Regions from separate parts of the Mus musculus genome. Here all the other regions are linked to region 2. Evidence: chromatin contacts called from public Hi-C and HiChIP or PLAC-seq data. All regions are on one chromosome and are shown on one strand. The core of a region is the stretch at or near the end of the contact, and the rest is flanking DNA. Distances in the headings are between cores, read along the strand shown.

The links. A called contact is a pair of places that touch in the nucleus more often than the background predicts. HiChIP or PLAC-seq counts read pairs in DNA pulled down with a chosen protein or histone mark.
Region 1: a Hi-C map of centrocytes shows a contact between it and region 2, with 2.7 times the contacts expected there. The contact joins the enhancer-like site here to the promoter of Spin1 in region 2. A contact is called at or near these places in 6 of 39 promoter capture datasets (the C10 cell line, cranial neural crest, frontonasal cranial neural crest and 2 more), 5 of 484 Hi-C or Micro-C datasets (centrocytes, nephron progenitors, pre-B cells and 2 more), 2 of 115 datasets of contacts at active chromatin or transcription factors (the 230-238 cell line and large pre-B cells) and 2 of 9 other capture datasets (adipose tissue and liver).
Region 3: a Hi-C map of muscle stem cells shows a contact between it and region 2, with 4 times the contacts expected there. The contact joins the enhancer-like site here to the promoter of Spin1 in region 2. A contact is called at or near these places in 6 of 39 promoter capture datasets (the 3T3-L1 cell line, the C10 cell line, cranial neural crest and 2 more), 9 of 484 Hi-C or Micro-C datasets (B cells, Th1 cells, embryonic fibroblasts and 4 more), 3 of 115 datasets of contacts at active chromatin or transcription factors (the 230-238 cell line and embryonic midbrain) and 2 of 9 other capture datasets (adipose tissue and liver).
Region 4: an H3K4me3 HiChIP or PLAC-seq map of the 230-238 cell line shows a contact between it and region 2, with 10 read pairs. The contact joins the enhancer-like site here to the promoter of Spin1 in region 2. A contact is called at or near these places in 4 of 39 promoter capture datasets (the C10 cell line, liver and pre-B cells), 5 of 115 datasets of contacts at active chromatin or transcription factors (the 230-238 cell line, embryonic forebrain, embryonic midbrain and 1 more) and 2 of 9 other capture datasets (adipose tissue and liver).

The regions. Positions count from the first base shown.
Region 1 is chr13:51,273,569-51,281,245 of GRCm38.p6, reverse strand. The region is part of intron 2 of Gm46414 (a long non-coding RNA gene); the gene reads right to left. Among named protein-coding and RNA genes, the nearest start is that of Gm46414, 69 kb to the right of the region's middle. Within about 2 kb of position 6,420, at least 47 of the 459 cell types and tissues checked have an H3K27ac peak or open chromatin away from gene starts, as enhancers often do. A contact at or near this core is called in the 230-238 cell line, centrocytes and pro-B cells, where this site is marked.
Region 2 is chr13:51,096,907-51,104,301 of GRCm38.p6, reverse strand. Spin1 (spindlin 1) reads right to left here and starts at 3,422. Exons shown (of 6, transcript NM_146043.4): 1 at 3,312-3,422. 9430083A17Rik (RIKEN cDNA 9430083A17 gene) reads left to right here and starts at 3,575. Exons shown (of 1, transcript NR_029463.1): 1 at 3,575-6,564.
Region 3 is chr13:51,312,966-51,320,489 of GRCm38.p6, reverse strand. The region is part of intron 2 of Gm46414 (a long non-coding RNA gene); the gene reads right to left. Among named protein-coding and RNA genes, the nearest start is that of S1pr3, 92 kb to the left of the region's middle. Within about 2 kb of position 5,814, at least 178 of the 459 cell types and tissues checked have an H3K27ac peak or open chromatin away from gene starts, as enhancers often do. A contact at or near this core is called in B cells, adipose tissue, embryonic fibroblasts and 4 more, where this site is marked.
Region 4 is chr13:51,335,727-51,343,718 of GRCm38.p6, reverse strand. All of the region lies in intron 2 of Gm46414 (a long non-coding RNA gene), which reads right to left. It also overlaps the pseudogene Gm6056. Among named protein-coding and RNA genes, the nearest start is that of S1pr3, 69 kb to the left of the region's middle. Within about 2 kb of position 6,733, at least 8 of the 459 cell types and tissues checked have an H3K27ac peak or open chromatin away from gene starts, as enhancers often do. A contact at or near this core is called in the 230-238 cell line, where this site is marked.

The DNA of each region.
Region 1 (7,677 bases), core at 5,171-7,670, 170 kb before region 2:
ACCCTGACTATGGCACTGAAGTTCTTCAATTCAGCTCGACTGGCTGACCAATGTGCTCTAAGAACCATCCTGTCTCCATCTCCCTGGTCACACGCTGTTGTACCTGGGTTCTTAGGGAATGGGCCCGGGGGTCAGAATTCAGGTCCTCATTGATAGGTTATTTCTCTGTCAGCAAAATGAGCCAATTCAAGGCAGAGTAGAATATATTAAAGGCAGGTTTATTGGGAAGATGCTCTCTGGCAAGTTCACTGGCCCCAAGGACTGAGGTCAGGGGAGTCACTATTGGGGCTAGGAGGTGGGGGGCGGGGGTAGAAGAGAAAGAGACAAAGGGCACGAACACTCATGCAGAAAGAAAAGAGAAGAAAAAGAGAGCAGCAGACCTCTGGGATTATATAGGAAAGAGCCTTTGGGGGAAGGGCAGCTCAGCCCCTGGGCTGGAAAGTTCAAGATTGAGGGCCAGGTGTGGCAGGTAGGGACTGAAGGATGCTGGGAGAACATGGAGGCCAGGTCTGCTTTGATATGTAAAACATACACCTCAATCCCTAGTCCCTGGGTCCAAAAGCAAACACTGTGCCCGCCTGCGTGCTGGTACTATAGACTGAGCAGTCTCCTCAGCCCTCGGTTATCATTGCCTCAAGCGTCATGTCTACACGGTCTGTTGCATGTGGAATCATTTTGTCTTTGATGGATTGACCTCATGCTGTGCCGTTTCACTTTTCTCCTTCGGTCTTTGTGCTGTGCTGGAGTCTGCATGACTGGATTTTCTTCCAGCCTCTTGGGACCTGGTTTTTCATGGTGGTTCTCCCATCATGTCGCTCCCTTCCTTTACTTTCAACTGATGCTTTCCCAAGGTTCATCAACTCTACCCTTGGTCTCACATCTGCCCTCGATGTCAGTGTCTCTCGAACAGCTTTGCTGTGGCTCTGCAGTGGAATGCTGAACATCTCCCCCCCAAACCCCACCCCAAAGAGGCTGCCTGGAGTTTTCAGGAAATTCTTTGGCTACCACTGCTGATTAGCACCATTTATAATCCAGCTCAGAAAGGCAATAATATAGCCTCTCCATCTGCTCTGTATTTGCAACGCAAGGGAAATGTCAGGGTGTCAGATTCCTGGCTGCCCTCCAACCCCCATCTTCCATCCCCCACACCCTGGCCCCCTCTGAGGAGGCGTCCAGCAGCCCCATCTAAATGAAACTCACCTTTTCCTCTTTGTTTTCCCATGGAACAGCACCCCTGATGTATGAACACTTGCCCACCAGCCTCTCCCCACAACCCACTTCATACCAGCAGCCAGTGGGCTCCACAGTCCTGGAGGGCTGACCCCAGCCTCCCTAATCACTACAGGCCAGGCGTGCAGTGCAGGTCAGAGGGTAAACTCGATGTCTGTGCTCACTGTCCACTTAGTTCGTTGCTAGTTGCTCCTCAGCCTCTGGGGATTCTGTCTCCGCCTCTCATTTTACTGGGTGAAAGCTGGGACTACAGACATTTACTGCCACATCTGGCATTGCTAGTGCTCTAGGGATGCAAACTGAGTTCCCCATGCCTGCACAGCAAGCACTTTGCCCAATAGGCCTTCAGAGGTTTTTTTTTTTTTTTTTTTTTTGTCGTAAAAGAGTATTTTGGCGATCAGATACGCAAAATTCACACCCCACAACAGACCTCAACACAAGTGATTTATTGGGGGGGGGCACAAAATGGGACAGAGACAGAGAGAGTCAGACCAGGTGGGGATGGTGGGGAGAGGGGATGTGGAGCATGCATGTAGGGAGAAATGAACCAACTCAAGGCAGATTAGAATATGGTAAAGGCAGGTTTGTTGGGAAGATGCTGTCAGGTGAGTTCACAATGACTGAGCCCAGGGAAGTCACCATGGGGAGGGCAGGAGGGGGAAGAGAAAGAGAGAAAGGGCACGTGTGCAGAAAAAGGAGAGAGAGGGGGCGGGAGGGAGAGAGAGAAGAAAGGAGAGAGGAAGAAGAAAAGAGAAAAGAGAGGAAGAGAGTGAAGAGAAGAGAGAAGAAGAAGGAGGAGGAGGAGGAGGAGAGAGAGAGAGAGGGGGAGAAAGAGGGAGGGAGAGAGAGAGAGAGAGAGAGGGAGAGAGAGAGAGAGAGAGAGAGAGAGAGAGAAGCGCACAAAATGTCTGGACTACATAAGGAAGAGCCTCTAGGGGAAGGACAGCTCAGCCCCAGAACTGCAAAGTTCAGGGTTCGAGACAGGGTCTGCCAGATAGGGACTAAGCAATGCTGGGAGAACTTGAAGGTCAGGTCTGTACCTTAGTCCCTTGTTCCTGGGTCCAAAACCAAACAGAAAATGTGGCAAAAGCGGTGATGTGTCTCCTTGGTCTTTAGTGATGACAGTGGAGGACTGAGGGGGTGTTGGCCCTGAGTCACTGAAGGCAGGTGGCAGATGAGAGGGCTCCTGGTTCTGAAGTGTGAGTGGTTTTTAGTTGACTAACAGTTGACCTCCCTGCTCCTAGGATGAACACCTTAGGTTCCAGACTGTCCCTCAGCTATTGAGAAGCTGGGATCGGGGAACATTACACAGGGCAAGCTTTCACTCAACATTCTCATCTCGCTAACATGCCTCCTAGAGGTTTCCTGTCCACCAGGGGACGAGGCCCAGCTTCCGACTGTAAGTGATGTGTGTTGGCTCAGGACCCCCAAAGCCAAATTCTCAGCACAAAGAAGACTTATTTGCTCCAGAGGGACAGAGAGCAGGAAATAAGAATCAAAGATGAGAGAGAGTTGGGGGTGGGGGGTGGGGAGAAGAGACCAAGAAGGGGACAAATGGATATTTGTCCTAGAGTAGACAAAGAACTGCCTCTGGATAGAGAGGAGACAGACCCGATCCATAGGTAAATTGCAGTTTATAAAGGTAAAGGGAGAACTCTGAGTTAGAACAAGGTGTTTAACTTCAATTGGATATGCTAATTAGGTGAGCCAAAGGGAGCTTTTGATTGCTGGGATTCAATACTCTGATGGACTCACCTATCTCTTTAGCGTGGCTTATGGTAGGCCCACCTCCTTAGGGGGTAGTCCCTGACACTGGGATGTTGAATCTCTATGGTGGCCAGAGATCCTGTTCTCTTGACCATGAGGAGCAACTTCATTTCAAGCAGCGGCCATGTACAGATGTGTAATTCCTATCTAATGCCATGCACGTGAATTGGTTGAGCCCCAGGAGAACAGTTGCACAGCGGTTTGGTTAGAGAACAGCACAGCGGTTTTGTTAGTGTTCACATGCCCACTTACACACAGCAGCAAGCATTCCTGGGCCTGCACCCCAGGGAGGTAGATGTTCATCTCCCCCCTAATGCCTCCGTCAGAATGTTCAGAAAGGTTTCATCTGTAATAGCTGAGGTCTAGAAGCATAGAAGCAGCTCACTAGACAGATGGTAAAAAAAAAAAAAAAAAAAAAAAAAGCAAGGTACATCATACCACAGAGCATGGCTTTGCAGAGAGAAATGAACTATGGATGGCTCTCAAGAGTGTATGTGAGGGAAGAGGGCCAACGTCCAAAAAAAAAAAAAATCACAGACTGTACGGCTCCATTCATGGAATGTCTCAAAGTAATAAAATGAGAGCGAGAGAACAGGCAGGAGGTGTCAGGTTCTCGCAGGACTAAACAGTGGGGCCGTCAGAGCTTGGTCCGGAGCCTCCGAAGCGTTGCTCTTTGGAAACTGATCGTGTCGGACATTTAATTAAGGTGGTGAAAAAGAGATTGGTACATCAAGGCTTGATGAAGGCAGCGTGTTCCTGAAACTTCCCATAAACCTATTTGTCTTTAAAAATGTGTGTGTGTGTGTGTGTGTGTGTGTGTGTGTGTGTGTGTGTTTGTGTGTGTGTGTGATATCCCTTGAGTTTTATGACAATGGAATTTCATCTGTTGCAAAGTGATGATAAATTACTGATTTAGGCTTCTTTTAGTGTTCTGCTAAAAGGACCCTAAGCTTAAGTTCACGTGTGGGGACACTGACCCAGATTTCCCCATTTATCCAAATGACGGGTGTTCACTCAGTGAGATGTCGACATCAGACCTCACAGCAGGTCTGCACAACAGTGGGAAGTGCAGACAGCAGAGACCTGCATCGCCCAGCTCCAGGAGATTTGCTGAGCTGAAAGCTACCTTCATGGAAGGGTCAGCACCATCATGCTGGGCTGATATTTGGGTGATGGTAGAGTTCTGTCAGTTGCAGGGAACCTGGTCTCCAGTCATCTTGTGTTGTTGTCTCCTGTGTTTTCTTATCCTGCCCAGGCAAGATATCAAGGTCAGCTCCTCTGTTGGTCCTACCCAGGGGTCAGCACCGCAGGTGAGACCTGTGTCTCTACTTGTCTCAGCTCTGTTGCCGACACACACAGGCATTGTGCCCCTTGGCCTCATCTTTCTCAACAACGGCGGCCTGTTGCGGTTTTTATTTTAATATCTTTATTTATGCTGTATGTGTGCCCACATGTGTGCATTTGAGCGTGTAGAAGTCAAAGAACAATGTTGAATGTTGTTCCTCAATGTCTGCTTTTCCCCTGAGACAGGGGCTCACAGTGGCCTGGTTCTCAGGCAGTCAACAAGCTGGCCACACGAGCCCCAGCCATCCACTTTGTTGGTCAACTAAGGACTGCCCACATTCTGGCACCAGATTCCTTAGGGCAGCTCCTACCCCCACTGATACCAAAGACCATGAGACACAGTGTTTAATGTGTTAGTTCACCAGCCTTCCATGGAGCTGACCAGGATCCCATGGGTCAGAGCTTTCCTTTTGCTTAGAAGGCAGGCGGTGAGACAGGATAACTCTCCACCTATCTCCTAGCTCAGACTTCAGGCTGGCTTGTAGGAAGAGGACTCAGGTCTTGAACTCCATAATTACAAAAGGCAGGATAATTCCCTATGGCTCCCAGTGTTTCCTAGATATGGTGACAACTTCCTCCATGACTTATTTATTTTGTGTATGTGTGTATGCATGCACATGGAAGTGCTTTGCCCAGTCTGGGTAGCCAGCAAACACTCCAGGGACCCTCCTGTCTCTGCCAGCATCAAGACTGCAAACATACACCACTACGTCCAGCCTTTTTATATGGGTTCTGGCTGCTAAAGTCAGGTTCTCATTCTTCCACAGCAAGCCCTCTCTCCAGGCTTCCAGAAATACGATACAATAGATATCAGGAAGTTGTAGTAGGCTTTCTATATGTTTAAGCCAACTTGTATCTGGTACCCAAGGTCAGAGAGCGTGAGTCAGAGGGAACCAATACTGGCTGATAGCTTTCTATTACACTAAACACTGTGACGTTGTGTGTGTGTGTGTATGTGTGTGTGTGTGTGTGTGTGTGTGTGTGTACATAACCTTTTCATAGTCTATCAGGGAATATCTTCCACACATCTTCAGGAATATCTGTGTGCACACACAGAAAGATCCCTCACACCAGTGTGCACACACAGAAGGATCCTACACACCAGTGTTTACAACCAGTGTTCACAAATAGAAGGATATCCTACACCAATGTACACACACAGAAGGATCCCCCATACCAGTGTGTGCACACAGGACCCCACATACCAGTGTGTGTACAAGTGTGTGTACATACAGAAGGACACACACACACACCAGTGTGTGCACACACAGAAGGATCTCTCACATCAGTGTGAACACACAGAAGAGCTCTCACATGAGCGTGCACACATGGATCAGATATGCAGAACGATGAGTCAGATATACACACACGCTGAGCTGCCTCCTGGCCTGCCCAGCCTGGATACTCAGATGTACCCTGTCTCAAACCCTATTGCTCTCCACAGCAGGCAACATGACTTCACATAGATCAGGCTGTGGAGCACTGATCTTTTCCAGTCTGGAAGACAGTCACGTCAGACATGTACTACTCATCTGGAGCCTGTCGCTTTGTCGCCAAGGTTCCAGAGGCTTGGATGGATACACATCCAGCCCCCCCCCCTTTGTGACAAATCCTGGTTCCCAGGCACCTCTAAGGCCACTTCTTCGTGTTTCAATCTCCATCTCAGTGTGGGAACATTTCAACAAAGCCTTCGGAGAAAGCTTGACCTGTAATTATGGAAACCAAGAATGCAAATGTCTGTTAACACTGGTTCCCCACGGAGGCCACCAACTCTTGAAGTAAAAACACCACTGGCAAATGACCCAGGTGGGCTGAGCACAGCATCTCAGTCTTCCCACAGGAGCTCACACGCTCCTGTGTACCAAAGAAGCCTTGTTGTCCCAAGCAGTATCAGTCCTCGAGTTCCAGAAGGTTCCAAACGCTCCGCCAGTACAGCTCTTCTCACTCACTGGAGTCTCCATCCAGTCTCACACTCTCAACTTCAAAGGTCTCAGCTGCCCCCACCATGCTTCCAAAACACCCTGCTCAGGACAGGATTTGCTAAAGAGGAATAGGGAACCGGAAACAGCTGTGCAAAGAGCCCAGGGCTGGGTCCCCTGGGGCTCACGCCTGGCCATCTGGGTCTCCTCTTCAGGCTAATCTCCTCAGTTCTCAGAGAGGCAGCCCATTAACTCAGACAGCTGGGAAATGATAGAAACCATCTTTTTCTTTTCTTTCTTCCTTTCTCTCTCTCTTTCTCTCTTTCTCCTATTTTTTTTTTCTTTTTAACTCATTCTTATTGTTCGTGTTTATGTTTCAGGATCCTGGGGACTTTGAGCCTCTGATCTTTCACAAGCTGTTTAAGCCCAGAGGTATGGGTGCTGGGAACTTGTTAGGAGCGGGTGTGGCGGCAGTCCCAAAGGCGCCAGAGACTGCAGCTAAGTCATATGACTTGCACCTGACTTCCTCATATAAGACACAAACATCTTGAGTGCTGCGCAGGTGTACCAGGATACAGGTGAATCCAATTTGATGGAGATTTGCCCCTGCTGCCCTGATTAGCTGAAGCTGCGTGCCTGGTGAGGTGGCGTGGCCTGCTGTGCGTGGATGGGAACTGAGAGAGAGTATAAAAGAGTGAGAGGCCCAGGGTTCGGGGGAGATATAAACAGGGGAGATATAAACAGGGGAGATATAAACAAGGGAGATATATGGAGAAAGAAGAAACAGGACTGAATAAATGTGTGCAGAAGGATCCTGTAGCAGCGTCGTTCTTGCTGGCGAGTTGGGGGCGCGCTCGAGAGTTATATGGAGAAAGAAGAAACAGGACTGAATAAATGTGTGCAGAAGGATCCTGTAGCAGCGTCGTTCTTGCTGGCGAGTTGGGGGCGCGCTCGAGAGTTGGTGCTGAAACCCGGGACAAGAAACATCTTCAGGCATGAGTGAAGACCCCCTGCTACAGGGAGGATTCAGAACTGCATAACGGGGAAGAAGGGGTTAATAAAGGTTCCTGTAAAACAGACTGTTGAGAAGGATCTGGCGTGGATTCAGAACTATTCAGCTGGGGAACGGTACTGATGAAGAGAAAGAAGAGAGATGAGGACTGAATAAACTGCTGTTAGAAGGACTGGTGGTCGCGTCGTTCTTCCTGGCCAGTTGAGCGCGCGCAAGAGGAACTCATGCCAAGACTCCCTCTTACTGGGGTCCTAGTTAAGGGTCATGTGGAGCCAGCGTACATGAGAGTATTGCTGGCAGGTGGGCTGCTAGGTTGGAGACGTTTTTTTCATTTCAGGTGTAGTTTGAGATTTTGATGGAATGCTTGCCTGAGTTGTGAGCTCACTTTTTCTGGAAGCAAAATGT
Region 2 (7,395 bases), core at 2,173-4,672:
CATTCAGTATGAAGACACTTCCAAGCGAGCTGTTTAACTTCATGGCGCAGACAAAACTGACCCTAGTTAACTGTGGCAAAGCTGGGAAGGAAGGGGAAGGGATCGACACTGACTTGTCCAGCGGTGGTTCTGGAACTACACCGAGGAAGGAACTCTACAAGTCAATAAAGTTTGGAGAAAGACAGCCTTCCTCCCAGGCTGCAGCTCAGGGGCTGAAGGCTCTAAAGTCTCCCCTCCAGGTCAATGTCCACTGCTGCAGAGGTGAGCTTCACCCAGAGAAGAAGGTACTGAACAATGTTTTACACAACACCAGGCTTCCAAACTCAACAAAGCAGCTAGAAAAACAGACGTTTGGCTGAAAATAAAATACCCGTTTTTAAATATCCTCTATCAAACTGAGGTTCTACTAATGTGCATGCAGATATCATTTCCAACCTCCAAATTCTCCACTATAGGTCTGTGTTGCTTGAAACTTTCATCCACCTGCCTCCTCCATCCCTCAGTATTGGGATTACAGGTGTGTGCCATGCCTGGCTCCCTTCATGTTTTTTCTAACACAGTAGGAAAAAAAAGTGCTGCAAATAAGTCAGTCCAAACCGTGTTAGCTGCCCCAAAGATCAAACTCTACAAAAAAGTTTTTCCAGGACACTAACTCTTACAAATGGTTTAAGGGTGAAATTTTGGACCACCCACAAAACAAAGCAGCACACACAAATCACATCAACCCCACATTACCATTCTCTAGTGGGAGGACACAGCTGAGAGACATCGTAAGGACACAGTCAGAAAAAGTCCAGAAGCCATGGTCTTCCAGCTCAGAGATCAAAACGGAGTCACTCCTATGGAAGCTATCCAAACTGAAACTAAGTTGTTATCTGACCTTCAGAAAAATCAAAGACAACCACATTTCCCCAACAGGCCAGTTCAATCCACAGGACAAGAGTCCCTCAGTGAGGTGCTCTCACTCAGTTTTGATCCTCGGCGAACGCCATCCAGAAGTGACTGGATGTGGAACTAGCTGTTTTCCTATGGGATTTTCCCGGCTTCCACTTTTCGAGGGAAGCAACGTTCAGGCCACAGCTCCCTTTCATCCTTTGTCTTCAGCCCTCTACTGCCCCATAAAAGGAAGTCCCAGGCTCACTAAGAGCAGTATTTTTCAGAGTTCCCAAAATGAAAATGTGAAATGTGATCCTAAGGAGAGAAGAAGAGGGCACCTCATCCCTCAGAATGACAGACCGGCAGGGCCTCAGGCACAGGGCTGGCCGAGCATACCGCCTCAGACTGCTGTTTGCTCTGGAGCTGGCAATTAAAGACACTACCTAAACAGCCACCCAGCCTCTATCCACAGATTGGGGGCACATGCTGGGGGTGTATCCACAACATGAAAGAAATGCCTTCATTCCCTAAAACAACCTATTCTATTTAAGGAACGTTTACATGGTAGGTAGTTTGTTGTACTAGGAGGCAAAACCTGGAGTCCAACATGTATGTGCAGGACAACTGCTCTACCACAGACTTCTGACTTTTTGAAACAGGACCTTAAATTATACAAGCTGTCCTTAAACTTCCAACCCTCCTCAACAACTAGGGTTACAATCCTGTTACTAGGCCTGGTGAAGGGTGACCACCCTATCCTATGTAAGAGATGGGCAGCATCAGAGCTTAGCTATCCCAGAAAGGCTTAAAGCACCTCCTTTGAACACTAAAGTGGGCTTGACTAGAGAAATTCCATAGTGAAAATCTATTTTTAAAAAACCTTAAGCATGGCTCAGCGGTTAAGAGCACTCACTGGCTGTTCTTCCAAAGGACCCGTGTTTGATTCCCAGCACTCCCATTGTCTAACTCCAGTCCCGGGAGTTCAGAGCCCTCTTCTGGACTCCTTGAGCACCAGACACACATGTGGTACACAGACAAATATGCAGACAAAACATCCACACACATATATTTCAAAAATCCTAAGTATAAAAAGACAGCCCCTCACTCGATTGTACTCCAGGCGGAAAAAGGAGAGTGGCGCAAGGCCAGTCTAGAGTACAGGAGACCTCATACAAATTCACTTAGACTGAAAGCCTTTTGCTTGATCCATTTCTTAGGCATGTCAAAGTAGGATTTTAAAGCTAATTTCGTTTTACTTATTGAGAGAAACACTACACGTTTTTATAAACATAGCAGGCTACGTTAATACACAATTACCAAATCTGATAACGGACATCCTGTAAATCGTGTTCACCCATTAACTAATACTGAAGGGGTTAAAAAGGCTAAAGATGTGCCTCTTCTATCTTTCCAAAATTTCACCACCTCAGAAGTGCGCTCAGGATGTATAGGTAAAAAAACGTCTAAGATCCGGTTTCATTTTCACTCTCTAACAAAAGCTATGCAGAAGGCAATTACTCTCCATCAATCCTTTCAGGCTGCAGCTTCTTCCAGAAAATTCCAAGGAAAGTTAGTGAGGCATTCGCATTTCGATACGGATACCATCTTTCTCGCTAGTCACACTAAAATCCTTTACAACACTTGAACGAATCTTGTATTGCTTTTGGATGTACACGATAAATAAACAAGCCTTTAAACCAGAAGTAAGACTGCACGCGCGCGCGCACACACACACACACACACAGAGAGAAAAATCCTTACAAAACCCGAAACCCAATTCATAGACCATCGAAACCAAATCAATATAAAAACAATTGCGTAAACAAACTTTGAGATGCGCAGGCAACGTCGTGGATGACTGAAGCCATTTCTCAACCCGACACCCCCCGCCTCCCGGAAAGGCCCAGAACGCACCATCCGTGCAGGAAGCCGCCAGGGACCGCGACCCCCGGCGCTGCGCAGTATCCGCACCGCACATCTATCGGGCGCATTCGGGGAGGCAAACCCAAGGTCACGCAGGCCCGCGCCCCGAGCCCCCCAGGCAGGGCGTCACCGGGATGACCCGTCGCGGGGGTCCCGCCACGCCCCTCCCCCGCCCGGTTACGCAATGCCCCCGCCCCCGCCCCCCGCCCGGCACGGAACAAAGCGCGCGGGAAGCGGCCGCGGGGCTGGGGCAGGGACCCCGCGAGCGCCATGTTGGCGGGGGCGGCGGGGACCGGGCGGGGGCGACGAACAAAGGAACTCGCGCACGCCCCGGCCCCAGCCCGCCGCGCCCCGGCCCCACCGAGCCCGGCCGGCAGGGGGCGCTGAGGGGCGCCGCCCGCGGACAATGCGCCCGGGGCCCCGCGGGCTATGCTCACCTGGGTCCGCGCGCCGTGAGAGGCCCACTCGCTTCCCCCCTCACGGCCCTGCAGCCAGCCCCACGCGCGTCTCACCTGTCGGCCACCGAGGCTGCCCACGGGGCCGCCGTGGTTCGCTCGTGCTCCCCGCCGGCCCAGCCCGAGCCAGACGGCGCCTCCCCACCCCCGCTCCTCGCCGCGGCCGCCGCCCGCCCCCCGGCCGCCACGGCGCACGCGCACTGCGCCCGCCGAACTGCGACGGCCGCGCCGCCCCGGCGCCCGGCGCCGCCGGACGCACTGCGCAGGCGCGGGTGGGAGGCGGGCCCTGGCGGCGGGGGCGGGGCCTGGCGCTGCTCACCTGGAGGGTGGGGCGCGCACCCGGAGCGGCGAGGTACACGCTGGGGAGCCGCGGGCCTGGCGTAGAGCCGGCCTCTCTTACAAGCGGAGCAGGGTCGGGAAGACGAACGGAGAGTAGCGGGCGTTGGTATTTACTCTTGCACGGGAGGACGGCTTCCAGGAGCTATCCTGACTCTTTGTCCTGGGACCTTACGTCTGCTGTCTCGGGTAGCTGCCTGGCTAGCTGCGGAGATGCAGGAGGCTAGGTCACATGACCGTGCGCCGCGCAGGTGCACTTTCCTGCGGAGCAGCAGCTTTGGACTGCAGGACGCGAGCCCTTTAAAAATATGGATAGGCTCCCCCATGCTCCCTTGAAGACACACCGCCTTGCTGTACGCCGCACTGCGCAGTGGCTGAGGAACTAGGCTCAGCTTGCAAAGCTCAGGGCCTCCTGCGAACACCTGCTGAGGGTGGCTGCTGCAAACACCTAGCCTTGGCCTAGCTGCAGCCGCTGCTCTAGAAGTCACCCCGGGCTCCTCGCGAGGCTGCAAGCCAAGACTTCCCACGATCGCACGAGAATCCGTGCGACTCTGGTTCCAGTTAAGATCGCCTATTGAGGATCTGTTTGGCTGTGGGCAAGGAAAGAGAGAAAAAGAAAACGTCCGGGATGGTTTGGTTTGAGGGGAAGTGAAATACGGGACCTGAAGCTTCGTCTGGGTCTCCTTCCCTCCTTTAACCCAGTGTCTGGATCCAGGCGGTCACCGACCTGGTTCCTCGAGTGCTGTAGCACTGCCGCATTGTAATAAGCCTCCTGCCAGAGTGTTGCCAGGTCGAATTACAAGACGTTATTGGAAAGCCCTTTGCGCACTCCAAACCTGCAGCACGGCTCTTAGTTCGCTGTGCTCTTTGGGATTCCATTGGCACTTTTTTTTTTTTTTTCAAAATAAGATTGATATGTGCCTGCTCAAATTAAAATGCTTGTCTCAGATGACATTCTTGGCAGGAGCAACGTAGTCACAGACCGAAGAGAGGGCTAATTTCAGTAGAGATGCAGCCAGCCTGGAGATCACTGAGAGAAGATTAGCTTTTGTTGTGTTTAATGTTTGATCGTGGAGGCTGACAGGAACAAGGAAGGGTGTGATAGGGAAGGAGGCTGGAGTGACAGTATGGAACACTTCCGTTTCCTTGGTGACACGCCTGGTTTTTTTTGGTTTGTTTTTTTTTTTCTGTTCTCTAGAGGAACAGAACTTACAAAATGAATATATACATATGGAAAGAGTATGTATTAGAATACCTCACAGGCTTTGATCAAGTTAGTCCAGCAATGGCTGTCTACCCACAGAAGGTCCAGGAATTCAGTAGTTGTTCAGTACTGAAAGCTGAATGTCTCATCTGGTCTTCAGCATACGCTGGAATCTCAAGCAGGCTATAATGTGAGTGAAGGAATGGACTTGCTAGTGAGACAGCAAAGAGCAAAAACTTCCTTATTCCGTGTCCTTTAAATAAGCTGCCAACAAGTGTGCCCCAGATTAAAGGTATGTCTTCCTACCTCAGAAGATCCACATTAACCGTGTCTCTTCCCACCTCAAAAGGTCTGGATTAAAGGTATATTTTTTTTACCTCAAAGATCCATATCAAATGGTTTAATTAAGCAGAAATCCATCACTGGTGGGCCCATCCATTTTGGAGTTTTGATTCCTGATGTCAAGTTGACAAAAATGGCCTTCACATCTGCCTAGCACTTACTGACATTTTGGGACCTGGTAACTTGGGGAAAAGAGTATTGGGTTGTTTTGCTTGAACCAGGGCCTCACTATCTAGCTGGGTAAGCCCACGCAGGCCTGTAATTTAAGGTCTTCCTGTGTAAGCCTCCCCAATACCTGGCCTCGTGCATGGTAGGGCATTTGGTGTCATCCTTGGCTTCTACCTATCTGAGGCCACTTGCAGACCCAACTGACCAATCAACCCTTCAAGCCTTGCTTTCTCCCACTTCTTCACAACCTCAGGTTTAAATTTGCCTCGACTGATGGTCTCCAGCAACCTGTCAAAAATAACACGGGCTACATTCTAGATTTATGAATGCCTAAATTGGACTCAGGGACAGAGTTGGTTTTTGTTTTTAAGATGAGGTCTCATATAGCTCAGGCTGGTCAGAACTTTTATACAGCCAAAGACAATCCTGAACACCATTCTCGTCCACCTGCCGCTCTCCTACCAAGAGCTGGGGTGGCAAGCACATACCAGCTCACAGATCAAATTGCTGGGCAGTGGTGGTGCCGTGCTGTGTGTCTCAGCACTCGGAAGTGAAGGCAGGTAGATTTCTGAGTTCAAGGCCAGTCTGCTCTACATAGAGTGGCCCTGTCTTAAAAAACAAAACAGGAAAAAAGAAAAAAAAAAGTTCTTCGGACTTGGCAGCAAATGCTTTTATCTCTGCTGGCTTCAAAAACATTTCTGTGTAGCTAAAGCAAATGCAACAACTAGTGAATCCAAGTGATAGGTCTGTTAATTGTCCCTTCAGGCTTCTCTGACTTTTCTGAATAACTGAAAATTCTCGTAATATGACATTACTCAAATAGGTTCAAAGTTATTTTATGAACATTTAGTATCCTTAGCCAGAGGGCCTACATACAATTTTTCTCCCACCCCAAGCTGGTTGATTATGCCAGCTAGTTTTATGTCAGCTTGACCCAAGCTAAAGTCATCTGAGAGGGAATCTCAATTAAGAAAATGCCTTCATAAGGATCAAGTTCTAAGCATGAATTTCTGTAGGGCATAGTCTTAATTAGTGATTGATAGGGAAGGGTCCAGCGCTTTGTGGGTCCCTCCCTTGGGCTGGTGGTTCTGAGTTCTATAACAAAGCAGGCTGAGAAGTCAGGCGTGGTGGTGCACGCCTTTTATCCCAGCACTCGGGAGGCAGAGGCAGGCAGATTTCTAAGTTCTAGGCCAGCCTGGTCTACAAAGTGAGTTCCAGGACAGCCAGAGCTATACAGAGAAACCCTGTCTAGAAAAACCAAAAAAAAAAAAAAAAAAAAAAAAAGGAAAGAAAAAGAAAAGAAAAGCAGGTTGAGCAAGCCAGTAAGCAGCAGCCCTCCATGGCCTCTGCATCAACTCCTGCTTCCAGGTTCCTACCATGCTTCTAGTTCCTGTCCTGACTTTCTTCTTTAAGGATGGACTAGATGTGGAAGAGTAAGCCATATAAACCCTTTCTTCCCCAAGTTGCTTTTGGTCATGCTGTTTTATCACAGCAATTACCCTGACTGAGACACTGGTTAAACACAAATGCAAACATCAAAAAGTCTCAGCTGATGCTAGGAGAAGATCTGCTTTGTCTCTGAGTCTTACACGCGTTCTCACGACCGGCCAGGAAGAACACAACAAACCAGAATCTTCTGCGGCAAAACTTTATTGCTTACATCTTCAGGAGTAAGAATGCAAGCCCCAAGCCCAAAGCGAAAGCGAAACCCCGTCCCTCTTAAGGGGAGTTATCCTTCGCCTAGGACGTATCACTCCCTGATTGGCTGCAGCCCATGGCCGAGTTGTAGTCACGGGGAAGGCAGAGCACATGGGGTGGAGAACTACCTTTGGCACATGCGCAGATTATTTGTTTACCACTTAGAACACAGCTGTCAGCGCCATCTTGTAACGGCGAATGTGGGGGCGGCTTCCCACATCTGAGTTCCTGGATTCTTTGGGGTGTTTTCCTGCTCCAGGAGGAATAAACTTGTGGTACAGAAATAAAAGAGATAGCTATCAAAGGCAGAGCCCTAAATTAGACTATTAGGGTATCCACCCCGTTGGTATTAATACAATGTTTGAAACATACCTTAGTTCTTGTTATTGTATA
Region 3 (7,524 bases), core at 4,565-7,064, 210 kb before region 2:
TAGATTCCAAACCCCTTGGTCCAGGTTATGCACAGAAAGAAGGGGATGGACTGGAGAAGGCTCCAAGCCAGCTGCCTGGAATTAAAGAGCATACATTTGCCTACCCTTCTTATTAGAGATGGCTAGCTAATTGGTGGTTCCAGCGCTAAATGAAAGAGTAGTTAACATTGCAGAGACCGTCAGGATTAGAGCAGCACGGGGCCATGTGCAGACCTCTGTGAGTACAGCCCTAAGCCTGCGTGGGTTGTGAGCCCATGCAAAAGGCCTTCCAAGTCATCTGCTCTGTGTTCTTGGTGCTAATTCGTCTCTGATACAGACTGTGCTGGTTTTGCTAGTTTTATTCTCACCTCTCATGGAGTGTTCATCACCATCACATCCTGAGAAGGGAGAAGGACCAGACAGCTGTAGGAAGCAGTGGACAAGAGGCCTGGCCTCCCAGTTCCTGTATCCGGCTTTCAGAGTAGCTGGATGTTCACCGGGCTGCAGCCAGGCCTGTGTGCCCAAGAATTCCCCATGAGCCTTGCTTTGATCATACCCTGAGCAGGCACACAGACTAGGGCTGCTCTAGGCAACTAAGGCACGACCTGCTTTTCCTTTCTGCTCCAGACCCTAAAGAGCAGCTCTACACCCACCCTCCCACCCTCCAGCCCTCCAGCCCTCCAGCCCCTGCCTCCTGCCATTCACACCAGTTTGCAGACCCCATGACAGCACAGCCAGAGAGACCAGATGTGCCTGGGGGCCATCCCTGGGAAGCAGCTGGGTTTGCTGAAACCTGCTGTCTATAATGCTTTCCCTTTACCTTATGTTTTACCTGGTGTCCAGCAACAGAGGAACGGCCAGGAGAAAATGTGGGAAGGGGGTGAAGGTATGGCCCAGCAGCCAGAGCACTTACTGCTCTTACCATGGACCCAGATGTTTTGAGTTGCTCAGATAAGTGCTTATAATGCCCACATAGACAAACACACACACACACACACACACACATACAGACACCCATACAGGCACACACATGCTACACACACACACTTAAATACTAAACATGTATATAGTGAATATACACCATATATATATATATATATATATATATATATATATATGTATATATATATATATATTGCCACAAGAAAGAGCAAAATCACGATATTTGCAGGCAAATGGATGCAGCTGGAGATCCTCACAGGAGAGCAATAAACCAGTCTCAGAAAGACAAAGGTCATATGTAGTCCCTGGAGCTTATGCACATACATAAAACCATATATGTATATATGGCATGTAAGTAGAAATGGAACTGTCCAGGGGAACAGAGTGGACTAAAGTGAGGGACAGCGAATGGCAGGTAGGGTATCAGAAGATACGCTCAAATCCCAATGAATACTTCTGTAAATGTGTTCTTAAGCCACAGGGTGCCATTTGCAATGAATACAAGCCATGAAAAATTTAAGACAAATCTCACCTAGGAAAAATATACATTGGAAAGCAGTCAACTAACTTTGTTAAATTCATGAAGGAAGGGCTCATGTAGTGTAGAAGAAGTGGAATTATATTTGAGAACTATGGTAATTAAAACCATGATAATGACTTAAAAAGAGATGGACAAACAAGATGGATGGACCAAGAACTCCAGAAAGAGACCCCGGAATGCAGATCAGAATGTGACCTGCAAGAATGGACCACTGCATGTTTTTAAGGGTAATTATGAAAACTGCAAATCAATTGAAAATATTAAAGACCTTACCCTTACAAAATAATTACAAATAGATGAGAAGTTTCTTTTAAAGTGATAGTTGTGAAAGCTGCCGCGAGTGAGTCTGTGAATACATCTCAGAGGGGATGAGCCTCCAAACAGGGCTCCCTAGACAGAGATCTGAGGGTCGGGTAAGGTGGCGCTGACTGCCCTCTTTCCCGCCAAAACAAGTGAGCAAAGCCAGCGTGCAGATTGTCCTCAATCGCAGTTGAGGGGCAGACAACGAAGAGCCAGGTTCTCCCCCTTTCTTAGAAGCATCTGTCTTTCTAGTCTGAGGAAATCCCAACAGTTAGACAGTGATGGACCTGAGCCACCTATATGAACACATGACTCACCTACCAAAATGTAAGCAAATACACTGGGTTACCACAGCCTGCTGCTTAATACAACAAAGGCTCCAGTAATGCTAAACACACCTATCTAGGAGAGAGGGATGAGGGAGGAGACGTGGGAAGTTAAAAAAAAGAAGAGACCGATTGCAAACTTCTTGGTGCACCTGTGCTAATATTCCTCCCCAAAGCCATAGAGGTGATGCTGCAGGGGACACTGGATGACAGCGGAGTGGAGGGTGTTCCTGTGCTTTTCAGAGATATAGACATGAAGATTAGATGGATGTTAGATAGATGATAGGTAGATAGATAGATGATCGATTGACCAATAGACAGAGCATAGATATATAGATAGATGATAGCAAGAGCATAAAACAAAGAAAACATTGAATAGCATGCATAGCACATGTTAAAATATTTTAAATAGTTACTTCTTCAGCATGGTGGGACACATCTTCAGTCCCAGCACTGAAAATGCAGAAGCAGGCAAATCCCTAAGTGTGAGGCCAACTGGTGTGTAGAACAAGTTCCAGGAGAGCCAGGAGTACACAAAGAAAACTTGTCTCAAAAACATAAATAATAAATAAATAAATAGTTACTTGTGAATGGAGAATTGCGGCTATCTTACAGCATTTGCTATCTAATATTTACAATAAAAATATCTTTTCTTTAAAAAAAAAGTATTCTGGGTGTGAGAAGAGAACACAATCCCTATTTCAAAGGGACAAAAATTAAAGCAAATAGACCAGGCCCGGGTAAAGAGTGTCCAGGACCCTTGTGCTTCTGGCACTCCTGGAGATTCTGGTATCCCTGGAATGCCTATTACCCATGGTGTGCTTTTGCCCAGCACCCCAGACACATCTAGTAGATCTTGTACCCTTTTGTAGCTTTGGCATGCCTAGCACACCTAATGTGTCCCAGTTAGCTTTAACTCTCAATTTGACACAGCCTGCAATAGCCTGGGAACAGAGCATCAGATGTAAGCACATTTGTTGGGAATTGTTTTGATTGTTAATCAGTACAGAAGGACCCAGTCCATGGTGGGCGGCACCATTCCCTACGGCAGGGGTCAAGAGCTAAATGAGTCAGAGAACAGACAGAATCAAGCCATCTCACAAGCAGGCTGCCTGGACACACTCATTCATTTCTCTCCATGTTTCACTGTGGGTATGACACATCTGTTTCCTTGAGTTCCTGCTCTGACTTCTCTTAGCAATGGGCTGTGATGCCAAAGAAGTTCTTTCATCTTTTAAGTTGCTTTTGGGAAGAGGGTTTTATCACAACAACAGCAGGAGACTAGAACTGTCCACCAGGCACTGTCCACCAGGCACAGCTGGGCAACCTGGAACGTGAGAGTTGTCCCAGGGAATTGCCTGCTCAGAATGTAAGAAGGCATTTTGTCTACCCCAGGACCACATGGACTCAGGAGACAGGGTCAGAAGACCATAGTCATCTGCACCATTAGCTTCTAAACCTTAATCTTAAGACCCACTTCACATGTCCCAGCCACCTCTCCCCAACAAGGGCAACCTTGACCTGGATGTGGTTCCATTCGCCCTTGCTTCTTCCTACACAGAGGTTGTATATAAAAATGGCTCCCAGCCAGTGGCCACGGCTCCCCACCCAGACACTGCCACAGAGGGAGATTCTAGACCATGCTCTGTGAAGATGAATCTTCGTATCTGCCCTAACCTGACCCAAGCACTGACCCTCAGGAGCCTCCAGGGAGGTCAGTCGTCAGTAAGTGCATAGAAGTTAGTCAAGGAGATAAGGGCTGGGAAGGCAGAGCAGACAGGAGGTCAGTCAAGCCCTTTGTCAGCCTCTGGGAAGGCCCCACCCAGGCCCACTGCCACACAAGCCTTGGGCAGAACTGGTTTCCACACTGCTCTTCCTCCCCAGCCCCCACCTTAGTCTCTTTAGCTGTTGCTATGACAAAACACTGTCAGATACAACTTAAGGGGAAGGGTTTGTCCTGGCTCACAGTTCCAAGATACAGTCCACCAGTGGGGACATTTAAGATGCACGCATGCTGCTGCTCAGCTGCCTTTCTCCATTTACACAGTCCAGGATGCCCCTGACTAGGGAATGACGCCACCCTCAGTGGCTGGATGTCCCTACCTCAGTCAGTGATGGAGATAATCCCATGAGCCATGCCCAGGTGATTCTAGATGCTGTCAGGTTAACACTAACCATCATGCCTCGATGTTGGTGGTTAACTTCCTGTAGTGTGTCTAGGGAACAGCATGCACAGAAAAACTGGGATATAAAAAACAGAGGAAGGAGAGAGAGAGAGAGAGAGAGAGAGAGAGAGAGAGGGAGGGAGGGAGAGGGAGGGAGGGAGAGAGAGAGAGAGAGAGAGAGAGAGAGAGAGAGAGAGAGGAGAGAGAGAGACCCTGCTGGCATTTCCCTGCCTTGGTGCTGTAGGTGATGTGTCAGGTTTAGCTGTTGCCCTCCTGAGGTGGAGGCCTGAGCCTCTTTCTCTTCCAGCTGGGACACCTGCCCCGTGAGGATTGGCTGTGTGGAGTGCACAGCCCCCTTCTTCCCTGAGCGAACTGAGGACTTCAGAAAGGTCGCATTTGAGTGATCATAATTCCAGTTACCCACGTTCCTCAGAGCAGGTAGCAACTGCCCCGTGTTCTTTGGAGATGACGCAGCAATGCTGGAGAACAAGGCCACCTCATTTCTCCGCTTCTCTCTTCTGTCTCCTCGTGGCTCACCCAAACATTCTCAGTTCCTCCTAAGTTTCCTCCCTCACGATTTCTCTAAGCTGCAGCAAATCTTCCTGTCTTTCTGTTTGAATGTGTGCACACACAAGCCTCTTGAATGTGAGTGAGGACCACTCGTGTCTGAGAGGGAGTCCTGATTAGAAACCGCGTTCCCAGTCACCATGGGAAAGAGCACTCTAGCTAAGACAGTCTTTCCCACAAAGCCCTTGACCAGGCAGCTCTTTCTGTTTTAATTGCTAGCCAAAAACTCTCAAAGACAAATGTGGTTCTCCTGAGAGGAATAAAAAAAAAAATGAGGTTTCATCTTATATGCCATCATACTGGGAATCAAGGCGACACATTATCTAAGAATCAGAGAGACTGGGGGTGGGGGATAGCTCTGGGCCAGACCACTGAGAAATGAAAGGATTTAGACACCCCCTTCTCTGGGGTGACAGGCCAGGATTGCTAAAGTTCTGAGGAGTGTGCTGGGGTGGGGGTGGTGTGTTTCAGTATGACTGAGAAAAAGTCTCATCCATTAGAAAAAAAAAATGTCAGAATATGGCTATGAGCAAAGGCTTTTAACTGGCTTATTAACAACAGATATCCCCAAGCGCAGATAAGCCCAGTTGGAAGGCAGAAAGCAGAGCTGAGATATCTTCTGACAATTAAGGTACAGCCAGCGTCATAAGGAGGTTGGGGGAAGAGTGTGACTTTCAAGGAGGCACGGAGCAGACAATGGAAGTCTAAAAGCAACCCTGCTTAGCACACAAGAGGATCACAGGGACTACAGCAGGGCCACTCCCCCAGCCTGTCCCCTCTGCAGCACGCTGCCATAGCCACTAATGTCCTGAAAAGAAGGGTAAAGTGCATTTCCCAACTCCAGCCCTGACCGGGCCTCTAATTTTACTTCCATGAGTGTGCCCTGATGGATTTTTGAGAAGGGAGAGGTGGGTCATAAATAAAACAGGGCCCACAGCAGAGCTCTAATCAGTTGCAGCTGCTGCCTGAGGAGGCCTGACAGGCAGCTTGCCTTGGGACCTGGTGCATTCTGTGGCCAGCATGGGGGCGGGAAGACAGTGGATGCCTGGGGGAAAGGCCTGAGACATGAGTCTGCAGAATTCATTGCTCCTAATTAAAACCGCATTTACAGAGAACAAACCGTAGGGGCGGGGAGCATGCAGTGGGATTTCCTTGTAGCTTGGAAAATGAATCAACTTGGAAAGGGGTAGGGGCTGCCTATCTGCAAACTCCCTGCTGCAAACAGGACACTGCCCATTTCCATCCAAATATAAAAACCTGACCCATATTGTAGGGGAATGTGCTCATGGGGACCCCAGAGAGTGTCATCAGAATGGGGGACTGTTTAAATAGGATGACTGAGTCATTTGGTGGACCTAGAAGCTCTGTCCTCAGAGCTAGTGAGGAGACAATGCTCTGTGTGTGTGGGGGAACCAGGGGGCTTCAGGTAGGAAAAGCCCTACGTGACCATCGCCTAGTGTTTTCATGGAGTTTGTTATCTTGTTAACTAAAGAAAATTATAGGTCCTATTGCTGTGTATGTCTTTCAGTCAAAAATAATTCCGGAGATGAAAAGATGTTTTAAAAAAAATTAAGGTACAGTAGGGTGCCTTACAGGAATTGGTTTAAAATGGTCCTGTCATTTGGAGAGAACTGGTTGGCACATAAGCCAGCCTTGTAGAGAGGTGTAAGACCAGAAGTGAGGCAGAGTCTTTGGGATGTTCTTTCTCAGTCAGTCAGTCATTCATTCAGTGTGTGTGTGTGTGTGTGTGTGTGTGTGTGTGTGTGTGTGTGTAGGGAGGGGGTGCTGTTGCCCCTGTGACCTCAAGGCAAGGCTGCTCCAAAAGAGGCATAGAGAGCTGGCCCTGGCTGTTCTCCTGGGTGGCAGGAGCCCAAGCAGGACACTGCTGTAATGGTGGCGAGGGAATCAGACACACCCTGTGCAGGCTGAGTGTGTTCCCTGTACCTGGCACAGCTCAGTGGCATCAAAGGCCAGATGAGCTGCACTCTATGAGAAGGGCCAGCTGGAGGCCCTCTGAAGCCAGCTGTCCCTGCTTTAGCTTCTGAGCTCAGCGGGTGGGAGAAGGTTCCCAGGACGGCCTGCCCAACTCAAGATTGACCAGCCAGCCACCCACACAAGTCCTGGGGGAGAGGGCACCACATCTCACCTCTGACTCAGATAGACTGAGGACAAACAAAACACAAACTGAGCCTTCAGAGTGAGACATGGGGACTTAAATAACTTTAATACTCCCACCAAGGGTTCATAAGGTTCCTAAGAGCAGGCTGAGGCTCTGGCCTGATGGCTCTAAGTCAAGGGACAGTCTGAAAATACAAACACCATCTCTAGTGGGATGCAGATGGATCTCAAGCTAGATGAGCAGAAGAGAGTCCTGGGAGCCAGAGGATTATTCAAAATAACTCAGCATTGCTGCAGCTGCTCTATCTTGCATTGATTTATTAGGCTGATGTGTGTGTGTGTGTGTGTGTGTGTGTGTGTGTGTGTGTTTTCCCCTTGCCCTTTTCCTATTCCTTCATTCAGGAGACAACCCGAACGTGCTTTTGTGAGCATTCCAAAAGAGTGGATGTAAACCTTTGATACTGCATCAAGTCTCTGCTCTGAAATATTGCAATAAACATTGGAACAAGGTAATAGACAGACCTTGCTCAGACTTCTCTCAGTGTGTATGTGTGTGTGTGTACATGTATGTGTGTGCGTGCATTTG
Region 4 (7,992 bases), core at 5,484-7,983, 240 kb before region 2:
CTTTCTTACCATGTTGAACTCTAATCTGGAATTCTGAGCTAAAATAAACACCTTTTCCCCATAAGTCAGGGTATTTTAAGCACAGCAACAGACATGAAACTAGAACATTTATAAATGTCATTACAGAAACAATACAGAGAGAGCCATACAGAGGTACCTTTTACCCAGTATCTCCTAAGGATATCTTGTAGTCCCAAAACACAGTAGTTAGCCAGGACTTTGTGGTCAGTAGACCCAAGATACAGATCATTTCCATCATCTAAGGGAACATCCCTTGGCATCCGTGCACACTCCCACATTCCTTCCCACCTATTTTTAAGTTTTCTTTTCCATTTGCTGTATCCCAATACCAAACCCACACATGCTTGATTACTGTAGCTATTAACAAGTCTCAGAATTTGGCAAATGAATTCTTCCACTTTATCTTTCTTTTTCAAAATTCTAGAACATTCGCTTTTCCATAAACATTTTAGATTATCTTGACTAATGTTTGGCTAACTCTTCCATAAACTCTTCTGCTTTTCTTTACATTATGTATTTATTTGGATGTGAGTACACAGGCATGCAGAGGTCAACTTGCAAGAGTAGGTTCTCTCTTCCCACCATGGGGTCACTGAGGAAGGACTGAACTCAGTAGTCCATCTTGACAGCCAACCCCTTACCCACTAAGCTATCTTGCCAGCCCTGTAGTTTTTTTTTTTTTTTTTTTTTTGCATCATATGCTTCTTATTAGTATTTAGAAACATAACTTGGAGTGCTGGTCTCATATTTTTGGACTTATTAATTGTAGTTTGAGGTTGTCTTTTAAGGTCTTTGGGTTCTCCTGCACAGACAGCTGTCATTTAAAGATGGGGGAACTTTTACTTCTTTCAAATCTATTTGCCCTCTCCCCTCAACACACACACACACACACACACACACACACACACACACACACACACACACACTGTACAGATGTGTGCTGGACACTGAGAGTGAATTCTCTCAACTTGTTTCCTAGCTTAGGAAACAGCATCCAATCCTTTACTGTTAGGTGTATTAGGGGCTATAAGGACCTCGTAGACTTTCCTAGAGGGTTTGTTTGTTTGTTTGGTTGGTTGGTTGGTTGGTTGGTTTGTTTGCATCAAGACCTCATTATGCATCCTGTCCTGGCCTCAAACTCACAATCTTCCTGTCCCAGCCTCCTCAGTGCTGGAATGTGGGACAGTCATGTGCCCCAAGACCAGCTGTTGATGTTCCTTTTCAGTCCAACGAAGGTCACCTTTATCCCATCTTTATGCCAGTTTTATTGCTAGTAGATGTAGGATTTGATGGAATACCTCTTCTATATTACTAATGTACCATGTGGTTTTCATTCTTCGGTCTATTAGCACTGCGGTCCAAACAGTTATTGACCATTCAGTCGGTACTATATCCCTGAAATAAATCATACTCTGTCATATTGCTTAATTCATCCTATATTTTCAGAATTCTGTTTGCAACTGTTTCTTTAAGCACATCTGTAGCTGTATTCGTTGAGGGATGTTTCTGGGTAGCTTTCTGTTTTCCATTGCCCCTGTACAGTATTAGTATGAGGGTAAGACATTATATGAAATGCACTGGCCGCTGTCCCTGCCATATCTGTTTACTCAATGAACTTGTATATAAGTGATATTAACTAACTCTCTTTTGAAACTCTAGTAGAATTATCCAGGAAACCATCAAAAACTGGAAGTAGAAAGAAAGAAAGAAAGAAAGAAAGAGAGAGAGAGAGAGAGAGAGAGAGAGAGAGAGAGAGAGAAAGTGGTTTTATTTTGTTTTTGTAAGTCATTGAGTTCATTATTTTTATATGTGTGGTTAGTGGTAGCATTGAACTCTACTTGGATTTTTTTAAAAAACATTGTCTCACAGCCTCCCCCATAAGTCTTATGAGAAATTTTGTCAAATTGGGCTAGAGAGCTGGCTCAGCAGTTAAGAGCACTTGCTGCTCTTGCAGAGGACTGAACATCAACTCCCAGCACCCAGTCTGGCTGCTCACGACAGCTTGCAACTCCAGATCCAAGGGATCTGATGCCCTCTTCTGGCTTCCATGGGTACCTGCACTCACATGCATATTCCCCAACATGGATACATAAAATAAACCTTAAAAAAAAAATGTCAGCTGACCTCGAAAGAGGTCTCAGCTCTTGGACTTGCTGCTGGCCCCCACTCTCCCGTGCCTCTAATCCTTTCTATTCACTACTAGCTTCCTTCTGCTTGGTCTGAATCTATTTGGTAACTCTTTTCTATGTGTGTGAGGAATGAGCTTTGTCCTTTTTCCTAATGACTGCACTTAGCCCTGGAAATCTCCTGACTATGTGCCTGTTTAGTTGTGTCTCACTGATTTTCTTTCTGATAATTTTTCCACTTTGATAAAGTCTAGCCTAGGTCCCGGTGAGTTAAGCTTCTCCTGTAATCTCTCCATTGCTTGATACTTGGTTTAGTCCCACTGTGGGCAGGTAACCCACCCTGGAGCAGTTTACTATCTTAGAACATATCACAATCTATTTTGCTGCTTGGGATAGAATCTACTTTAGAGCACATTCTGTGGGTGTTAGAGGAGAAAGAGAGTTCTCCATGGTTGGGAGGACAGTTTTATGTCGCATCAAGATCCTGCTGAGAGTGGTGGGGTCTGGTGGTGCTTGTCCGCACACATCTTTGATGACTTGCTATCCAGCTTTTATATTAATTGTTAAAACCACTAACGTCTCTAATACCTTAGCTTTTCTGTTTTACCTTTTAGTTCTTTCCAAGTCTTCCCAGTCTTTGGTGAGTTTCTTTTTCTTTGTGTACTTTATCATTATCTCATTTCATGCATACATATTTAGGACTGGTGTCTTCGTGGTCATTGATTCCTTGGTTATATAAGGTCTGCAACCTTAGTGAGTTTCTCTGACTTAAAGTCACTTTTCCATTGTGGCAGTGTCTATGATCCCATTTAACTAAGAGGTTTACCCTAAGCCAAATATCAACTCAAAGAAATAATTGTTATTTAAATCCAAATAAGACAGTTTCTAAGTCAAAACCTAGTGGCCTTTGGTCATGAAAACCAAAGCATCCTATTGTAGAAAATATTTAATCTCAGCCAGGGGCTTCTATCCTGTGTTTGATTATTCAGATCCCAGATAAAAGACATGCATGACCTTTATATTTATAATAAGCCTTTATGAGCACTAATGCTTGGCATATATCTACCCTCTATGCTATTAAAATCTATTTCCTATCGATAACCCTAAGTTATTACTATGTTTCATTTGGGCTGCTCTTAACTCCAACTGTCCAGTCCTCGGGGCCATATTTTCTTGACTACTAACCCATGGTGTCTTTCTCTTCTCTCCACCTTCTTCTCTCCACCTTGTGGTCCTCCTCTGACCCCAAGCCTGGGAGTCCTAAACCCTGCCAGTGTCTTTTCTGCCTAGCTATTGGCTGTCAGCATCTTTATTCACCAGTCAGGGGTAATTTGGGGCAAGGTCACATAGCATCACCTGGGTCTATGTGAGGTCTCTGGGAACCACCAGTATTTAGCATAGCAAAATTCCAAACCTCAACAGCATCCCCCTTCCAGTCAGGCAAAAGGATGACAAATTGGCCCTGCTAGTAAAGACAGTTGTCACTAAGCCTATGACCTGAGCTCAATACCGAGGACACACACAGTGGAAGGAGAAACCTGATTCCTTCAAGTTGTTCTCCACACACAAGATGCACCATGTGCACACACCTAGACCTACCCAACACACACAATAAATAAGAATATAATTAAGAAAACTTTATTTTTCTTATTTAGTTTCTATTCATTGTCATAAACTTGACTCTGCAATCCAGCTTGGCTTGGAGGGGAATGAGGAAAATATGGAACTCCAAGAATTTCATTGAGAGCAGAAATTACAGAGTATTGTGAGCAGATGGGGTGGCAGGCTCTCTTGGGGTATGGTTGTGGGTGCTCTTCTGAGCTACTAAAGTTCTGGTGGGTATGATTGCAAGTCAAAAGAATTAGAGTTTTTTCACAGTCAGAAATGGTGATCTTCTTGCTGGTCTTGCCATTCCACAGTTTGCACGATGCTCATGCCTTCTTTTACCTTCCTAGAGGCCACATGTTTGTCATCCTGCCACTCAATCTTGGCAATGAAGATTAAAAAAAAAAACACCAACACCAACATCAACAAAAGACCTGGGAACTGCTTGTGTTTGGTCCAGCATTGGCCATGGATGGGATGCCAGAACCTGTATGCTTCAGGATGACCTTCTCATCCTCAAATTTCTCCACATAGAAGACTCCAGTGCTATTATGGCGTGTGACGTCACCACCCTGGAACAATTCTGTGAAAGGAGTAGCCCCTCCCCACACCCCAGTTTTTAAGATTTATTTAAAGATTTGTTTATTTATTTTCTATATATGAGTATACTCTAGTTGTCTTCAGACATATCAGAAAAGGGCATCAGATCTCATTATGAATGTTTGTGAGCCATCATGCAGTTCCTGGGAATTGAACTCAGTACCTCAGGAAGAGCAGTCAGTGTATGTGAGTACACTATAGCTGTCTTCAGACACACCAGACAAGGGCATTGGATCCCATTCCAGATGGCTGGGAATTGAACTCATGACCTCTACAAGGGTAGTCTCTCCAGCTAGGAGTAGCCCTTCTAGCCAAACCCTTTCTCTCCCAAACTCAGAGCATGGAAGTTTTCTGCTGCTGCCTTTGGAACTTTGTCTGCAAACAGCTTGAAGGAGGTGCAGCCCAAGGGCTTGACCATGATGTCGAAAATCACAGTGGGGTTGATCACAGCTGCAGGAAGCAACAACAGGGGACAGCAACATCTGCAAAGCCGAGAAAACTTTTCAGTCTAGAGAAATGCATGCCCACACCTGTATTTCTGGATGTTGTTCTGAATGCTAAGCCAGAGTGAGCAGGTGTGAGAAGGAATCGCACTGGCACGAGAGAAAGAGATGAATAGCGTGAATGTCATCCTCTGCCAAGAGGCCCATGATGGCACTCTGTCCCTAAGTGTTCAGATTCAGCAAGGGTTAGGTATTAGCAAGAAAATGCACAACTGGTTATGAAAGGAACTTGAGCAAGCAGAAAACATGAGCTCTCTGTGCTTGGAAAAGATCTAAACACAATTCTGAAATTAGTGGTAAATACAACCTAGAAACTCAGCCAGGGGTGCTCAGCTGATAAAGTGCTTGCTCTGCAAGTCTGAGGATCTGAGTTCAATGCCCTGGAACCCATTAAAACTCCAGGCATAGTGGCGCATCCTTGCTGTGAGTCAGAGGCTGGTGCTCAGCAGCCAGTCAGCTTAGCTGAACCGTGAGTTCCATATTCAATGGGAGACTGTCTAAAACATAAGATGGAAGCTGACTAAGGAAGACACCTGCCGTCAACCTCTGGCCTTTGCATACATTCACAGGCACCGGTGCATGCACCCATGTGTGTGAGTGCATGCTCGTGTGCCTGTGTGGGGGCATGCGCATGCACGCGTGCGCGCGCGCGCGCGCACACACACACACACACACACACACACACATTAAGGATGAAAAATAGGGACTGTGAGTCTGACTGTCCCTGTTAAAAGCAGTACAACGTTGGCGTCATAGGAAACGGTGCTATGAGGAGGAGGCTGGTAGAAAGTGTGGCTAGCTCTGCTCCTGCTGGAGTCCACCCACCATGTAAAAAGTTATCAGTTTCAAAATAATGGATGCTTGTGAGCTGGAAGACAATTTGTTATTTGAAAAAAAAATCCAAAATGCCTGTTAGCTGTTATTCCAAAATAAGTTTCACATAAATGATAGCATTGCATATAATCATTAAACCAAAATGGTGCTACCAACCCAACAGGTAAATTGTATAGGTCTTGCCAAATTATGAAAGTCCTTTTCGAATAGGGTATAAACTCCAGGTGTCAATGGGAGCAAATCTGACACATTAGACCTCACAGAAAAGTCTACTGCAGTTTAAAAGGCCATAGATACACGCCAGGCTGCTGTAAAGTAAAACTTAGAGGTGTTAAACTTGTCAAAGAGGGAAGCCCTTAGTACAAAGGGATTCTCACAAGACATCAAGAAAAAAGATGGATGACCAAGACCAAGCCTGGCCTTCAGAGGCCTTGAATGAGTACTCCACAGAGGAGACAATAGTGAGGCAATAGGTAAACAGGACTCAGTGCCACTAATTAAAACACAAATCAAAACAACTACTGCATCCAATCCTATGGAACCATCAGGAGTTTGTTGGAGAGAGTGTGGATAACCTTTTCCACGGAACTGTAATTGGTAAGCCAGCAGCAATTCAACTCCATTTCTTAGAAATTTATTCTACACAAAGACAACATTGTGGTGATTATTCCACACATTATACATGGTAATTGAAAACATGGTTTGCTTGGTTTTGTTTTTTTTGTTTTGTTTTTGTTTTTTTTAAGATCTGTTACAGATCTACATACATTTTCTCCACACGTGAAACTTTTTTTTTTTTTGCAGAATTTTGGAACAAAATTGGATGCGAGTTGCCTGAGTTCCTCTGAAGAGAGATGCTGCGTGGTTGGAAGGAACCCATTGTGTGCTTAGAAGGCTGGTAGTTCCTGGGGAGATGGATGGTGGTCCTGAGTCCTGGGGCATACAGGCAGAAAACTGACAGCCTTTCCTAGCTGAGGCACGGCTGGGCTCTTCTTTCTGGGAAAAAGAAACAGCGTCTCAGAATTGCTTCCTCAGGGGACCATGGGCAGGAAGGATGCCTTTGTGAAATGTGCTGTGGCTTCCTTGCAGCAGCTGTGGGTCCCAGGGCCCTGGATGTGCATTTGCTCCCTCAGAGACAAGCAAAAATACTTTACAGATACAGGAGCCAAATACACTTGAGTGGGGACTGGCTTTCCATGGGAAATCTCCACGGTTTGTGGGAGAGATCCTTAGGCTCGTTCCTTCCAAAGTTCACTAGCAAAGTCATCCGAGGAAATATGAAAAGGTGAGGGGTCCAGAGTCTCAGACTGTGGAGGAAGATGAGACATGCCTCCACTTATTTAGGAAAATTAAAAATAAGATTGTTTTTCCCTGTCACTGTAAAGAAAGCTGAATTCCGAAGGGCAGGACCCATGGCCTTCAGAAGAGGTTCAAGTGAGTCCCTGTGGGTTTTCTGGGAAGTGCTATTGCACGGGCGATTCCAGGTAGTTGTGTCTGTCCAAGCAGCAGTCTGGCATCTAAAATGCATCCTGATCTTGTTTTCTGTAAGGGAAATTCCTGGCTAGGATAAGTCTCAGCTGCTACCCCAGGTAACCCTTTCCATCAGCGGACAGGCAATAACTGGGCTTTCTCATTGATGATTCCTCCATGAATGTGTATATATGGGAGGGGGTGTGCACATGGATCCACAGAGGCTGAAGGAAGACACTGGGCTTCCTACTCTCGCTCTGCCTCATTCCCTCACAGACTCACAGACTCGTTCACTGAGCTTGGAACCCGGTCGGCAGCTAAGAAGCCCTAGCCATCTTACTGTTTCTTCTTCCCCCCAGAAGAGTACGAGGGTCCCAGGCACAACTGTGGCTATTCTTAGCTTGCAGATTTGAACTCAGGTCCTTGGACGTCGGGGGAACAAATGCTCTTACCCAATGAACCATCCTGGCTCTCTCTCTGATTACTTCTGCAGAGGAATTCAGTGTTGGCTAGAATATCACCTCTTCCTTCCATGTGTAAGGGGGTTATTTTCTCCTACACATGACTGACCACCATCTATACTTATAGAAATAATAGATAACCTCTCATTGAAGTATGTACACACAAACACACACACACACACACACACACACACACACCACGGAAATGGGGGAAATGATGAGCAACACCAGAGTGGGCACCTTCTCGTAAATGAAGACTTGATTTTCACAATGCCTAACTCTGTGGGTAAAACCAGGCTGCAGGTTGGCGGCAACAGTTTTTTTTCTTACCATGCTTCCCAGCCTAACCCCGTCTTGGCACATGGCAGAGAA